2 separate regions of the Mus musculus genome follow, and region 1 is linked to region 2. A link is a contact called in public Hi-C data. All regions are on one chromosome and are shown on one strand. The core of a region is the stretch at or near the end of the contact, and the rest is flanking DNA. Distances in the headings are between cores, read along the strand shown.

Evidence for each region. A called contact is a pair of places that touch in the nucleus more often than the background predicts.
Region 1: a Hi-C map of CD4 T cells shows a contact between it and region 2, with 4 times the contacts expected there. A contact is called at or near these places in 2 of 39 promoter capture datasets (liver and pre-B cells) and 1 of 484 Hi-C or Micro-C datasets (CD4 T cells).

What each region holds. Positions count from the first base shown.
Region 1 is chr15:58,213,285-58,218,275 of GRCm38.p6, reverse strand. It overlaps Fbxo32 (F-box protein 32), which reads left to right and starts at 3,384. Exons shown (of 9, transcript NM_026346.3): 1 at 3,384-3,780. The coding sequence starts at 3,665.
Region 2 is chr15:57,876,705-57,881,616 of GRCm38.p6, reverse strand. It overlaps Derl1 (Der1-like domain family, member 1), which reads left to right. Exons shown (of 8, transcript NM_024207.4): 3 at 1,553-1,617; 4 at 2,542-2,568; 5 at 3,037-3,132; 6 at 4,147-4,199. Among named protein-coding and RNA genes, the nearest start is that of Derl1, 13 kb to the left of the region's middle.

The DNA of each region.
Region 1 (4,991 bases), core at 2,135-4,634, 340 kb before region 2:
CCTGATAGACCAAAGTACAGATACCACCAAAGTCCAGCTTGGTAAATCGACAAGTGTTTTCAGGGTAACTTACAGGAATATGGGTGAGGGGTTACTTACTTCCAGGAGCAGAAATGACTCCGAGACAGCTGCATCACCAGGGCCCACCCCACCATGGGTGACAGCTCACAAGATGGGAACCTGGAGCACACTGCACAGTCTATAGGCAGCTCAGCATGGTGGATGGAGAGCATACCTTCCAAGAGGCTCTGATCTAACCCTTCTCCAGGCCAGTAGGTGGTCTGTGCTTTTTCCTGGCAGCTGGTCTGGTCTCAGAGTTTTGTTTTTTTTTGTTTTGTTTTGTTTTGTTTTGTTTTTTTTTTTTTACAGCTTGGCTGACTATCTCCTTTGCAACTTGCTATCTCTGAGGCTAACACTCAGTCGTCTTTATTGCTTACTGGCAGGGAGGAGCCTAATGAATCTAGTCAGTTTTAGGAACTTCCTAAAACTGGTTTGAGTTGCTCACCTCCCTCCAAAAAAAAAAACAAAAAACAAAACAAAACAATACAAAACAAAACAAAACAAAACAAAAAACCTTCCCTGCAGGATGAAATGTTTTAATCTTGGAGGAAACTGTTACACAGCACATAAACAAACAAACAAACAAACAAGATTTTGCCAATTTCCTGAGTCAAATTTGGAGACGGCTTTGCCACTCCCAGGGGTCTAATGCACTTGGACCCAGGGCATACCTGTCAACATGTCAAAAGTATGTACTCAGATTTCATCTGCTCTTTACACATTTACCCAAGGCGTCCTCTACTCCTCTGCAAGTTGCCAGGTCGAAAGTGTAGCTACATATACCTACTACAAAGAGGGAAGAGAAAAAACGGCACTAATAGCCCCCAACTACTTCACTTTCTAAATGATCTGAAAGGCCGGCATCTCTGCCTCCGACAACATCGCCTTGAGTACCCGGAGCCTCTTGCTGTTCATCCACCAAAGCGCAAGCTGCTTTCGTAGAATTGGACTCAAATCCTCTGTCTTCTGGACCCCTGTGGTTTCTCCCTGGAAGGAGCCCCCTACATCTTTAATAACTGCATCCCTTAATTGTATTCTCTTGCCGATATCAGCTCTCCCCCCAAAAAGCTCAGCCCCAGCATTGCCTCATCTCTTAGCCTGGTTGGTGTTTTAACATTTGTTTGGGATCTTCTGCGGGCCTTTTACAAGCCATTTTTATTATTGCTGCACTAATAAATTATTTATGGTGGGAAACCAAACTCAGAAAATCCTGGCTACTTGAAGACAGACTTTATTAAAAACATCTCCTTCCCCCTTGCAACACAGAACCCACAAGACACACTCGGTTCCTCGGCCTATCCAGCCTCAAGGCACAGTAGAAGAGACACTGCCACTGGCTACAGAGGCAGGGCTGTGGAAGAAAAGAACTGGAAGCTAATTCTCTAGCATGCTTTTATTTCTCTGCTTCTGCCCAGTGCCACCGTAGGTCCAGATGAATGTGACTTCCCAGGTCTGACTAGTAATGATGGGAGGCCAGAAGTCACCCTAAAGCAGTAGTCACTTATTCACACAAGAATTGCCTATGGAGAGACTGGTGAGTTGATTTGGTAGAGAGATATCATAAGACCCAAAAATTAACCTGCAAGCCCCACCGGCCAAAGAACAAGGACTAGGTAATTCCTTAGAATGCTGGGAGTTGTAGTCCTTGGAAAATATCAAAGCCACCTGGGAAAATACAATGGCCTTCAAAGCCTCTGTAAAACATGTCTAGGGGCCGCCACGCTGGGAATTCCAGAGAGTGGTCCTGACCAAAATTTATCCTGGTCAGTATTTAATTAAAGCTTGCTTCAAATTTGCCTCAACGTGGTAGAATTGCCCACCCCCTCCCCGTGCAAATCACGATTAACAGTGTCTCCATGGACACAGTGCTTGATGAACAGTCTTGAGGACCTGAGCTCAGACCCCCAGCACCCATGCAAACAAACAAACAAACCAACCCATTAAAGCACCTATATCTTTATCCTGGTGCTGGGAGACAAAATCCAAAGAATCAGAGGTTCATCGGCCTGCCAGTACAGACAATAGAGAGCTCCAGGCTCAGTGAGTCTGACCCAAAGATAAATAGGGACAAACGTGAGCAAGGAAGACACCTGACATTGACCTCTGCCCACCGCGGGCACACAAATGCACACTCTCTCAGAGGATGGAGGAAGATGGGATGGTTATGAATGGCCAATTCTGTGCCTGGTGGTAAGGCACTGGGCTGAGATGTCTCTAGACTAAAAGGGAGTTATGTTCTGCATAACAGGGAGGATCGCTCTGAGTTGAGAAGTAGCATAAGACCCTAGGTAATCACGGACTTAACCCTCTCTGAGGACCCCACAGCCTTTCACCTGAAAAACAGACTGGCCACCCCCTCGTGTTAGGAGAGATAAGCTCTTAACAGACTCTCTTCCCTTTCTGAAGCGGCCGTGAAACCCAGGAGGACTTTATAGCTAGAAATCAGAGAACACCAGGAATTGAACTCTGCGTAAAGGAAGAGAAAGAAGGGTTCCTGTGGTTCCACAGCCAAAAAAGCCCAACCCTGGGGCACTGGAGCAGCGAGTGTAGCCTGAGACTCCTTCCTGACTCCACGACCCTGGAGGCTTTGTTCTGAGCCAGGCGCCTCGACGCCAGCGCTGCTTGCCCAGAGTCCCTCAGAGTGGGACCCAAGACTGTCTCAGCTCTTCACTTCAACGCCATGGGGTCCGGACGCTGCGGGGGCCTCTTCTTTCCCCTTCCTTTGCCACTGGGGTAGTCGAGCTTGACAGCAAACGCATCAAATGACAGCTTTAAGGCGGAAGGAGTGGGGGTAGTCCCTCCCCGCCCCTACCGCACTGGGTCCCCTCTTTCACTTAGCACACCCTGGCGCCTGGAGTCGGTACTGGCAGTAAGAGAGGTTCAAAGAATGCACCCCTACCCGTCCCCAGACGTTCTGGCCTCCCCCAAGGCTGATCTGCCTGCAAAGATCGGTCCCGCAGCTTCCAGACCCTCTGGGACTGACAGTTCCCAACTCTCTAGGCTTCCTTGCTACACCCTGCTTGTCCGGGACCCGTAGAGGGGACCTAGTGCCGAGTGCAAGACCAGGATCTTGGTGGCGACAGCTACGCCTGATGGGGGAGTAGGGGAGGTGCAGAGGTGCCAGGGCACCGAGGGTCAGCGGGACATCTGGCCTGGCCATGCGGCTTCAAGTTTCCACGGACGCAAGGTTGTGCAACTGCGAGCAGAGCGAGAGCCGCGGGCGCCTCGGAAAACAAGGCGAGCCTATAAACAAAGCCACGTGGCCTCGGGGCGCGGGGGGGGGGGGGCGGGCTAAGAGCAGGCGGCTCTTCCGGCAACAAAGAGACGGGGCAGCGGCCCGGGATAAATACTGCGCTCGGGCAGCCGCTCAGCATTCCCAGAGTCAGGAGGCGACCTTCCCCAACGCCTGCGCCCCTGTGAGTGCAAGGATCCCCGCGCCCACCCAGGATCCGCAGCCCTCCACACTAGTTGACCCACTCTTGTCCCGGTCGCCGCCTGCGTCGTTCCCCAGCATCTTCCCAACGCGCCGCATACCCTGGGCAAGCCAGGCCGGTTCCTGGCTGTCAATCCGTCCCGTCCGTCGGTCGCGTCCGCGCTCTGTACCATGCCGTTCCTTGGGCAGGACTGGCGGTCCCCGGGCCAGAGCTGGGTGAAGACGGCGGACGGCTGGAAGCGCTTCTTGGATGAGAAAAGCGGCAGCTTCGTGAGCGACCTCAGCAGGTGAGGACATTCGCCGACTTCCAGCCCCACAAAACTGATTTTAGCTGGTCGGGGACGAGGGGGAAGTGCACACCTCAGGGGCAGGTGAAGGAGGGCAAGCAGGTCTGGGCCAGAATAAAGAGGGGGCTTCCGACTGAAGGGACAGGAGTGAGGTGCCGGGATTTCGGTAAAGGTCGCCAGAACCCGAGAGATGGGTAATTTAGTGTCTCCTCCTGATCAAGGACAGTGTCTCCCAGCAGAAAAGATCCCATACAGAACCCAGGATCCCTCAATCTGGCAATAGGGGATTATGTCCCTAAACACTTGAACACAGGCGCACAACTCATGGACTCTTCCTTTAGATCCCGCAATTGCAGTCACTGTTTTAAGTGGGTGCTAGCGACTTGGCTGTTTGCCTTTCACTGTCCTATGACAGGACCCCAAGAGTACAAGAGCGGTAGTAGTCACAAGCCGGATGACGGGCCCTGCCATGAGTGCTTGAAGGCTCTTCCCACGCGCAGTCGACGGCTGAGTGGGCCGAGAAAAAAAAAAAGTGACTGGGAGGGGCAGCCGATGGGCCCCGGGACAGCTTGCGGAGTGGGTCGTTGTGGTAACGCTTAGGGGCTGCGGAGGGAGGCAGGGAAGAAATGCAAGAACAGTGCTCTGCTTCAGGAAGGACCAGACACTTGCACCTGTTTCCTCCGTGGCCCTTTCGGTCTTTATACCGTGAGCACACTCCCATCCTTAGTGGTGCCTGCCCGCTGCAGAAAGACCACCCAGACTTGAAGTTTCACCTGAGCTCCGCTGTCTAGTGAAATCTGAGGTCAGAACAAGTGCCCACTCATAGAGTATCAGGTCAAGAATCAATCCCCAGCCTGGACAGCTGACTCCCTGAGACACCTGAGGAACCGACAGAAGTTTGTTTGGAGGCGCTGGTGCAGTTGAAGTCACCTTTCGGTGCTCTCTCCTCCCACTGTCCTTTGATTAACACACACACACACACACACACACACACACACACAACCTGCATCCCTAAGCTGACTTCAACAGAGACTTTTGTGAGTGTGCCAGGTGACGCTGAGTGAGATTTGCCAATGGTTGCTTGAATAAAGGTTTGGTAATTAATTATCAAGAAACCAGTGGGACCTCCAGGGCCTCCCATTTGTTTGTGATTTGTAATGCTTGAATTCCCTTTGTCTCCTAATGAGGTGAAACAGTTCCCTGAACTTAGG
Region 2 (4,912 bases), core at 1,882-4,381:
TAGACCCAAAGTACCCCTCCCCCAGCTCCTGGCTATTACCAGTCTACTTCCTGTGTGGATTTGCCTGTGTGGGCCATGTTTAATGTAGTTTGTGACCAGCTTCTTTAACTCAGTGTTGGCTTTGTTAGTGCAGACTCCTGTTACAATTCACTCATATTGTGGTATATGTTGGTGTGAGTCTCCTTGACTGTCGTCCCCCCATCATATCTGGTTTTGTCTGTATCAGCGCTCTTGCCTTGGTTATTTGAAGCAGAATGTCACATATAATTCTCTTTCACTCATTGCTACCCAGCATAGCTCTGAAGTCAGGCCTTAAGGACTCTTTCTGATGTGGAGCTAGATCTGATATAATTGTGAGATTCTCTGGCCACCTTCTGCTCTTGTTTATCTGTGTTTTTGAGTCCATTTACCCACTTTATTAACTTGGTCAGATAACGTAAGCTGCTGTAATATTTTGTGTATGAAAAACAGGCAAGAGAACCTGCCGTGCTAGATGACTGGTTGGTTTTGTTTGCTTTTATCTTTAGAAGTTGCTTCCCTTTATTTCCAGTCAGAGCGCTCTGGAATGTTGAAACTGAGAGGCACTTTTGAAACAGTTTCTTTGAGATAAAAAGTTGCTCTCTTTATCTGTGGGTTCTGTGTCATGAGTCAGCTGCCTGAAACATTTGGAATAGCTGGAAAATAAGTCTACTGAACTTGTACAGTTTCCTCCTTGTCATTACTTATTAAACAACACATTGTAGCAACTGGTGGTACACAATTTACATTGTAAAAGGGACCATAGGGAATGTGATCTATCTTACAGTATAGGTCAGAATATCTAGGTTCTATGCAAATATTATACCATTTTATCTAAGGATTGTGGATATTTGTAGGTTTTAGTATACAGGGAAGCTCTCAGCTCCCATCTTCCATGGATTCCAGTGGAGGATGTTAATCTTACATCCCATCTAGCTTCCTCATTTGAGTTTAAATTCAGTTAATACGTTTGTAGAATTGTGCAGCCATTATCATAATCCATTTACAACATTTCTTTGCCTCTAAAGTCTATATCTGTTAGTATTGCCCATTTCCTTCAATCCATCTTCCATGCAAGCCATAGGAAACTTCTGTTCCCTTTCTGCTTTTTAGAGTCGCCTGTACTAGTAATTTCTTGTAATAATTGTGATAGGATCATACCATCTGTGATCTTTTGTGACTGTTTCTTTTACTTAGTGTCATTTTAAGGTTCTCCTACGTAGCATGTAGATGTAGTTCATCCCTCATTGTTGTCAGTTATATAGATAATGTTGATGGGCCCTTGGTTTAATCCATTTCGTGGCTGCCGTGACTAGTGCTGCTGTGAGCATTGCCGTAGAGAGGAGTCGTCCACGCTATCCTGCTTAGTCCTCTGTTTTGCAGATAGGTGCTCCTATGTCCCAAAGGTCACACTTTTTGTTTTAAAGAAGTGATGTTAAATGTCTTCAGTATTATTTTTAAAGTATTTTTCTCTGTAGAGGCTACTTTGTTCCCCAGTTCTAAAGCCTGATGTTTGCCTTGTGTTTGTTTCCAGGAGCTTTTGACGGGAGGCCAGCAGACTATTTATTCATGCTTCTCTTTAACTGGATCTGCATCGTTGTATCCTTCAGGGCTGCTCAGGCCATAATGAACTCCCTACTTCCCTTTTAAGGTTTTGGGAAATAGTATTCTAAAAACGATTTAAATCAGTTTTGATACCTTTTAAAAACTATAGTTAATAATGAGAATATCAGGTTCTGTCTTTGAAGCCAGGGTAAATCCCATGTTTTGGAGATGCCTTCTCTCACTGGAGTCTCTGGGATTTTTATCCATATTCAGTGGAATTTTATTGCTGTCTCCTTGAGCCCAGTTCTCTGTGTTCCCTGGGATGACAGTTTGTTGACTGAAGCACAGATATTCCATGCCAGCCACAAGACAGCTTTCTGGTTCTTTCCAGAAATTAATTTACAGCCAGCATCATTTCATGACTTCGTTGCTGTCCATCTTTTGGTCCTAAATAACAATCTAGTCCATAAAGCACCCCCCTCTGGGCATGGTCTATCTCTGTGTGAGGCACTATTGATAAGCAAACAGTTGGACCTGACGACTGTTTAAAGTTGATCAAGAGCCAGAAACATAAAGGCCTGGAATACTCCCTCTCCTTTAAGAGAATGGAGAAAAAAAAAAAAAAAAAAAAAAGCTGTCCCTGAGTGTAAGCATTTGTTTCAAATGCACAGATCTGTCTATCCTGTAGTTGAATGCTAAATAGTAAAATAGTAGTAGGGTGTAGAAGAAGATACCAGGTGAGCAGGTCATGGTGAGGCTGTTCATTTCCATGTCTCCTGCTCTACTGACTGTACTGGCGAGTGGATATTTCTGCAGTGATCAGAACTTTTGTGTGTTCCTATATCTTGAGTAATCTGATAGTTAGAAAGTGTTTTCCTTTGGAACAGTGTAGTGACGTTCACTGGAGAGAAATGAGCAGCTCAGCCTTGGTATCTATAGAATACTTTCTGCATATGATCCTTGACTTTACAAACCAAGATTACTGGCTTAGCAATGGATATGCAGGTAAGACTTTCAACTATTTGCCCTTCTGTATGTTTCAGAAGTTGGGATTACATTGAATGCATAGAATGAGAACTGATTATACTGTTAGCTAAGCCTTTGAGGCTCTTGTAGGCATATCTAACCATTGGCTTCCTTGTTCATTTCTGGCTTATGCTTGAATGCTCAGAGTAATGGTTATGCAGTATTTCCTGGGTGTGTGTGGGGTTATGTATTCATTGAAAATAGATTAGATAGTTAAGGAAAATATTTTTTTCCTTCAAATAACAGCTTGAACTGATGTTTCTGAGTTCATGTATTGATCATAGATTTTTATGGCATTCATTGTATGATAAATAATGCGGTTAGTTTGTGATTGTGACATTAGGGTTTCCTGTGCAGTTTGGGAGGTGGGCAGGATAGGCAGGCAGTCACATTAAGCCTTGTTTCGTGCCTGTGGCGCTGAGCTTCCTGTCCTGACTTCCTTTGCAGCTGCTGATGATCCCTCTGATCATGTCAGTGCTCTACGTCTGGGCCCAGCTGAACAGAGACCTGATCGTGTCGTTCTGGTTCGGAACGCGATTTAAGGTAGTTTACCTCTGAGGAATATATAGCTCAGTGGAACTTAGTCTGTGGTAATCTTGCCTGAGCTCAGATGTGTACCTTCTGACACTTCCAGAAGGGGTCGCTGCAGAGTAGTGTACCACAGGCAGGCGTCTGCCTCCCCCTCCTCAGTCCTGCTCCTAGCATCCCAGCATCCCTTGCTGTTGTTACTTCCAAACCCTCTAAGCCTCTTCAGGGATATGCCCCTCAGTGATCGTGTGTGTGTGTGTGTGTGTGTGTGTGTGTGTGTGTGTGTGTGTGTGTGTGTGTGTGTGTGTGTGTGGAGAGAGAGAGGGGTCGAGCACACAAGAGGGATTACAAGAGAGACAACATGCAGAAACCCGCGATTTCTAATCTTTTTGTCACTCCTGCACTTCCTATTAGGTGCCACATACTGTACCTAGAATAGCACCCCCTATGTTCCTGGAGTTTGCTGTTTTCTACCTGTAACGACGACCTGTAATTATAGAACTGAATGTTGCTTGAGCTCCTGGCTGGAGTTAGACTTGTCTAGTCTGCGGGCTACTACTTACCCCAGTTAGACTCATAACTATTTTTAAGCTCCCTTTTACTAGTTTCTGAAGTTCCATTGAAGTTCACTCAGCTTAAGTTTGGTCTAGGGTGTCAGATCTGGAACCCTAATATCTTGTTGGGAGACTGTTAGTTCAGGACATTCACACACAATGTTAGATAAAAATTCAAGTTAATTACTTATAACAATCGCTTTTGAAGTCTTCCAGTGGTTCTGTTTGGGGTGTTTTTACTGTCATCCATAAGATACTTGTTAGTTTCCTTGTGAATATTAACTTAGTAGGACAAATAAGTTTAGTTTTAGATAGGAAGATGTAAGTGCAGTAGGGCCGGCCTTAGATTTGAGAAATTTTGTAGTGACCTAGTGATTTCTGTAAAGCCCTGGTCACTACTTTCTCCCCATTTTCAGTTCCCCAGGTGCCATGTGTTTTCAGACTCGGCTGTTCACATCTGTGTCCTCTTTCCTAGGCCTGTTACTTACCTTGGGTTATCCTTGGATTCAACTATATCATTGGAGGCTCGTAAGTAATGTTAGATTTATTTATCTGGAGACTAATCCTTGGGAAACTTGATTCATTTTTATTTTCCTTTCTTAGGCTTTTAAAGACTTTAAAGACTGAGTGTTGATATGTTAGAACCTTAGAGAGAAAGGTGTTTGGATATAATTGGTTGCACTACAGGATGTAAGCACCTTTGACATTGGATGGCTATCATTTTGTTAGCTTGTCACTAGACACATTGTGTTTCTAGACCTATTTGTTTGAATAAATATATGCCTGTCTGGATTCAGTATCCATACTGGGCAAATACAGAACTTACTTGCCTTGGTTTGTCTTCGGATCTTATCTGGAAGATTACTGCTTGTTTTCAGACACTCCCAGAATGCCTTGGAAATGGCTACTGCCATAGAAATGGAGATTTCTAGATGAGAAGTACCTCTGTACATGGTTTGATGGTGTAGAACTTTGTTAGGCAGGGTCAAATTTCTCCTCCGTTGGTCTGGAGTTGGTACTGAGATGTAGGAAACCCTTTCATGTTTCCAGTCTTAAGTTTAGAGAGGGACCTTTTAGAAGGAGCTGTCTGGGGAGACCACACAGTGGTTAAGAGCAGAGATTGCTCTTGCAGAGGATCTAAGTTTGGTTCCCAGCACGCATGGTGGGCAGCGCACAACTGCCTGTAACCTTAGCTCCAGGGGTCTCTGATATCTCCAGCCCCTCTGTGCTTGTGCCCATGC